2 separate regions of the Mus musculus genome follow, and region 1 is linked to region 2. A link is a contact called in public promoter capture Hi-C data. All regions are on one chromosome and are shown on one strand. The core of a region is the stretch at or near the end of the contact, and the rest is flanking DNA. Distances in the headings are between cores, read along the strand shown. Region 1 holds the start of Loxl4 (lysyl oxidase-like 4). Region 2 overlaps Crtac1 (cartilage acidic protein 1).

Region 1 (2,700 bases), core at 172-2,671, 290 kb after region 2:
GGCTCCTTGCCTAGAGGCAGGGGTGGGCTTCTGCTGCAAGACCTGTGCCTGTAAGCTAGGGCAGTGCCCTTCCTTTCAAGCCACCAGGATGCAGGCCCTGGAGAGCCTCCATACTTCCTGCCCACTCCAGGTTCCCAGAACTGTTACTCACACCAAGCTCGTCTCCTCATTGTCATTCCCAAGACAGAGCCTTCATCTCCCAGGGCCCATTGTTAAACTCCTACACACATGTCAACACCCAGCTCAAATGCTGCTCCCTCCAGAAAGGCCTCCCAGTATCCTACCTTCCTATTTGTTCCCACTGGACTGAGTACAGGAGGACTGGGCTGAGAACTGGGTCTTGGAGAAAGAAGGTGCCCTTTCTCTTCCCCAGGGAGAAGGGAATGGGTGAGGGGGCCACAGGATAAGAATGCCTCTAGGACCCTGTTTGAATAGGCCTCTCCATTTCACAGATGGAAAGGTCGGGGCCCCAGGAAATGAAATAGCTGGACTGGCCAGAATTCAAACAGGCCACCTGGCTACAGTCTGGGCTCTCATTGATTGATCGATGTTGGATGAGGGAGAGAGAGGGAGGGTGAATGGAACTCTACCTTGTCACTGGCTATATGACTCAGGCTGAAGTGCAAGGGCACTGGAGTGAAGTCTGAAGACACAGGCACCTGCCCTGGCCAGGAGGGAAGGCTGCGAGAGGATGATTGCCCAGGATTCCTAGAGGTTTGGGGGGGGGGGGCGGCTATCCTGAGAGGCTAGCTGTGGGTCACTCCTAGTCCTTTTTCTGTGACTCTCTGGGCCTTGGTCTAGGCCCTGTACCCTTATGGCATCGTTCCTGTGGTTAGAGCAGAGCCTACAAATAGGCTCCCACCTATATAGGGCTGGGGAAGGTGGGGTTTGAAGCCCTCTGCCTCCAAACCCTCTTTCACATCATCTCCAGCAGTCAGCTCTATGTAGAGGGGAGCCCAGCTCTGCTCCAGCTCTTAGTGCCCCGAGTCACAGGAGAGACATCTAGTTCTATTTTACTCCGTCCCCAGCATTCTTTCAGGGTGAGAAATGGTTACACACAGTGTGTTCACACACAGTGTATTCACAAACCTAACACCCAGACTCCTGCTTGCCAGAGCTCTCTCCACTCATGTAGCCTTGAACCAACTCCCCTAACATGATGGGCACTTGTCCAGTGGGGAAGCAGGTTGTGACCCACCCACTGGGCTGACTTATCCATGGGATCCCCCCATTCCTCTGAGCTTCTAGAGGCCTGCCCACCCGCGAGAAACAGAAGAAAGGACAAGACAGACAGCAAGAGGCAGACAGGAGATCGCAACAGGCAGGAGCTCACCGGCAGGATCTGGAGGTCGGGGCTGGGCTGGGCGCCACGGCAGAGCAGCGCTAACGGGCCTCCCGGGGCGCCCTGGGGGCTTTTTATCCGCCAGCCTCCCGCCCCAAGTCCGGGCCTTCCCCGGGGGAGGTCGCAGGCCCCGCCCCGGGCGCGCCTGTGTGCACGGGCAGCCCCGCCCGGCCGGCCACCAGCCAGGCGCGCAGCTCGGGACTGGGCCAAGTTGGGAAGTCCCAGGCGCTGCGGGGAGCGTGGGGGGTGACGGAGTCCCGGAGACGCATGGCGGGGGACAGCGTCGGGTGGCAAGGATCCGGTCTGCGAGTGCCTCTGCAGGCACGGTTTTCTCCTCTGTCTAATGGGCGATCGGAGCTGTGTCCCATTAACCTTATAGAACTGAGCGCCCCACAGTCTTAGGTCTGGATCCCGTGGGCTGCTTCTGCAGGGCAATGCAGGCGTTCTTTTGGGGTGAGGGCCCCGTTCAGTGGTTGGGTGATGCAGCTTAAGTAACAGTCTCTCTGTGACCTGGTCCCCAAGGTTTACTGAAGGCGGCTTGAGAGCAAAGCTCTGCTCATTATGAAGTTCAGTCCCAGGAGACAGGATTTGCTTCCCAGAGTCATAAACCTCGCAGCAGAGAACTTAAGACTTCCGGTACTTAGCCAGGATGTCCCTGGTCCTTGCCAGGTTCAGGGGATGAGGGCAGTGGAGGACAGAGGGGAATGAGAGGCTGTGGAACACAACAAATGAAGGAAGGCCTGCGGAGGGGAGTCCCCCAGCTGAAGAAGCAACCAGGCTCCAGGCCTCGGGCTTCCAGTCTTCAGCTCCTTCAGAACCTCACGTGTGAAATGAGCAGACTGTTTCCAGTATCCTCTCTAGTCTCAGAGCAGTGAGCGGCGCGTCCCCCACCTTGCCTCAGATTGACAGCTAACGGTTTCTTCATTCAGGACCCTCTGTTGATTTTTCTCCTATGTGCTAGAAAAAGGGCTAAAGTGCTAGACGCTGGCAGGGGGGTACCCAAGTCTGAAGAGGGAAGATGTGCAAATAAAGGTGACCTCAAGGCAGAGGTAATGAGGGCCAAGATGGCATGTGACAGCCAGGTCACCTTGACCATGTTGCCAGAGACCTGGGTCCACCCCTAGCTGCTCATGTCTAAGATGTCCCCCCAGTGGCCCTGCCCCACCCGACCTGGGCCCAAAACATTCCCTAGGATGAATCAACAGGAAAGAATGCTCCCAGCCTCAGGTCAGTGGCAGAGGCAGAAACCCGGCTCCTCCCCTAGGGACAATGAGGCAGCTGTGGACCAGGATACCAGGTATGCACGGGGCCTCCACCCTCTGCCCAGCCACCTCTAATGCAGAGCCAGGAGCAACATG
Region 2 (2,989 bases), core at 216-2,715:
CTAGTCCTGGTCTAGTCTCAGGCCCCGATGACTCTTTAGCCGTGGGCACGTCCATCAAGGCCTGCAGGCTGCCTTTTGCACGTGCTAAATGGGGGGGGGGGGAGGGCAGGGTGTCTGAGAAGCCGGAATGAGACAATGTATGTGAAAGGTCTCCGAGAAGATAAAAAAAAAAACGCAATATAAACATGAGGCATAATCGTTATTGACCAGGGAACGCTTCTTGTAAGAGATCAGCTTTGAGCTCCATCCAGGAAGGTGAGTGAGTGACGGGGCAGCTGGAGATAAAGGGCAGGAGATGGCTCCAGATCTGGAGCAGGGCGTGAGGAAGGGACTTGTGGCTAGGCAGGGACAGACTCCCCTCAGCCCATCACCACCCTTGCCAGTCCCCATGAGTTGAGCTGTGTCTCTGGCATTTCTGATTCAGCTGGTCTGAGGGATGCAGCAGGCAGGGCCTGTGCTTTTTAGTGCACACACAGAGTCCAGAGGAAGATGTGGTGTGTCTCATTCTACACTGACCACCACATTTCTCCTGCGACAGGGTTTCTTCCTGAACCTGGAACTTGGCTGGTGGCTAGCAAGCCCAGGAACCCCCCTGTCTCTAACCCCCAGAGCACCAGGATTGCAAGCACTTGTAGAACCACCCCTGGCTTTTTACACAGCGTCCTGGGATTTGAACTCAGGCCCTTGTGCTTGTGCAGCAAGCACTCTTACCCGCAGAGTCATCCCCCTCACCTCTGAATCTCCATTCCTCACAGTGCTTGTGCTGACAATAGTCTGGGGGTCACACTCTGAGAACCACTGAGCAGCTAGCCCAGACACCCCCAGGTGGGGGGGGGGTAAATGAAGATGGCTTGAATGGGGGGGGGTCGTCAGGAAAGCCTGTCTATTATCATGTACCCAGAGCTGGGGTAGCAGGGGGATGGAGTGTGGGTGTGCTCTGCTTTCCGGCAGACAGAGTTCAATTCCCAGCTGTGCCTGCCATTTATTATGTGACCAAGGTCAAGTTGTTTAATTGCTCCAAGCCTTAATTTCCATATCTGTAAAAGGTGATAATGGTAGCTTGTACCCCATGGGCTTATTGTAAAGATTCAGAAAGAAGAGGCCTGTGACGTGGGCTCCGTGCATGGTTGGTTGCCCAAGGGTGGGCCGCTTTTGTCTTCTGTCCTTTGCCACTGCTTTTTGTGTTTTCTATGCCACACTGCATTCCTGTCTTCTAGCTTCTGCATTGGCCTTGGTCTCTCCCAGTTCATTCCGTACAATTCCTTGGACCCAGGAATGGGCAGGAAGCACCTCTTCCCCTGGTGGTGATTCACTGGAAGGTTTTTTTTTTTGTTTGTTTGTTTTTTGTTTTTTGTTTTTTTCTCCGGTTCTCCAAGGTCTTGGAGGATGGAGTGAGGTCAGGCTGGGAGTAGACAGCTTCCGAGCACCGCCCACTGTGCAGAGGGACGACGCCCTCTCCCTTTTGCCTTCCCCACAATGCTTTTGTCCCATGGTTAAATGCCAGTGTGAGGATGACCTTGCTAGGACATAGAGTGTATCCATGATTAACCTCCAGCTCCTCCCTCCAGTTCAGGGAGAACGTCCCACTTTGGCCAGTGTGGGAGGTTAAGTCCTGACGAGAGAGGCGGGGAAACAGAAGGAGTGTGGACAAGATCCCCAGCTGTGACCAGACCTGCCACCTATGGCCCTCCACCTCCCAGGGCTCTTCAGACCCACCTCATTGTCCCCTCCCACCAGGCAGGAGTCCAGGTGGCATGGATTCAGGTCAGGGCTAAATGTGGTTTCACAGCCCAGCTTGGCTCCTCTCCCCAGCACCAGCTTGTTAAGAAATAAATATTTATACCTGGCACCTGCCTTCTCCTAAGGCCTGGAGACCCCTGCTGCGAACATTCGCGCTGAATCCCCAATCCCTCTGTGCCATCTCTTGGAGCCCACCCCTTCAGCCCCACAACTGTGGAGCAGGGCAGCAGCTGTGCCCTCGCTGCCGTGATTATTGTTATAGAGCCAAGCAGGTGGGTGGCAGGAGAGCAGGTGACAGGGTGGACAAATCACATCCCCAGAAGTCGCTGTCTACGGTAGGGCTGCTGGGACCCAGCTCCAAGCACAAACGACAGCTCCTCTCCTTGCTTCCAATTCAGCCACGCTTCCCCATGTTTTGGGTTAAACACAGGAAGGGGGTTGATGGAACCATTGATGAACTAAGGTTCTAGAACATTCAGGTAACCCTGCCTTGACCACTTCTGCACTCCCCTGTTGCACCTTCAATATTATAAAGATATGGACAGGGTCATGTGACTCAATGCCTAGCTCACTGAAGCATTGATTGAATTCATGAAGCATTGATTAATTGAATGAATGAGCACCCCATTTAGTATTGGACTTTGCTTCATGTCTTAGGCATGTCACTGATCTTATTTTTGTTCCCCAGTTAAGCCACTTAGTATCTTGCTTCTATTGTGTGTGGGACAACGGGAGCTACCAAGGTGGGACAGCCTTGGGCCCTCTGCTTCCTCCCAGGCCCTCCTGGGCCCTTGCACTTACCGTCCTGTCTACACAGGCCACGGAGCGTCCCGCAAAGAGGCTGGCCACTCCACGGGCCACATTGACGTCATCACTCAGGATGTCTTCCCACCGGTTATTTCGGAATTTGAACAACTTGTCTGTGTATGTGGCCACACCTGGAGAGAGGAGGCAAGGATGGCTGGTGGACAGTGGACAGGACACAGGGAGGCTCTGGTTCTGTCTCCTGGCATTTGCTACAGGAGCTGGGGCGGAAAGTGTCTGTGGTTAAAGACAGGGAGGCTCTCTGCAGGCAAAGCTCCTTTCTAGTTGTGAACTTGACTCTAGCTGGCACCAGAAGAGAGGCTCAGGCTAAGGGAGACAGCAATTATAAGCCTAAGGTTTAGAATCAGTGAACAGAAGTTCCAGTCTCCATTAGACCTAGATTCCGGACTCTGGGCAGGTTGCTCAGCGTCTCCGGGATTCAGTT

Evidence for each region. Promoter capture Hi-C pulls out the DNA fragments that hold promoters and counts their contacts.
Region 1: a contact with region 2 is called in a promoter capture Hi-C map of embryonic stem cells, with 2.4 times the contacts expected there. The contact joins the promoter of Loxl4 here to the enhancer-like site in region 2. A contact is called at or near these places in 17 of 39 promoter capture datasets (the 3T3-L1 cell line, 3T3-L1-derived adipocytes, the C10 cell line and 11 more), 2 of 484 Hi-C or Micro-C datasets (embryonic stem cells and pancreatic cancer cells), 4 of 115 datasets of contacts at active chromatin or transcription factors (embryonic stem cells, pancreatic cancer cells and stem cell-derived neural progenitor cells) and 2 of 9 other capture datasets (embryonic stem cells and liver).

What each region holds. Positions count from the first base shown.
Region 1 is chr19:42,611,385-42,614,084 of GRCm38.p6, forward strand. It overlaps Loxl4 (lysyl oxidase-like 4), which reads right to left and starts at 1,422. Exons shown (of 15, transcript NM_053083.3): 1 at 1,334-1,422.
Region 2 is chr19:42,321,171-42,324,159 of GRCm38.p6, forward strand. Crtac1 (cartilage acidic protein 1) reads right to left here. Exons shown (of 15, transcript NM_145123.5): 4 at 2,542-2,678. Among named protein-coding and RNA genes, the nearest start is that of Mir3085, 42 kb to the left of the region's middle. Within about 2 kb of position 1,466, at least 5 of the 459 cell types and tissues checked have an H3K27ac peak or open chromatin away from gene starts, as enhancers often do. A contact at or near this core is called in embryonic stem cells, where this site is marked.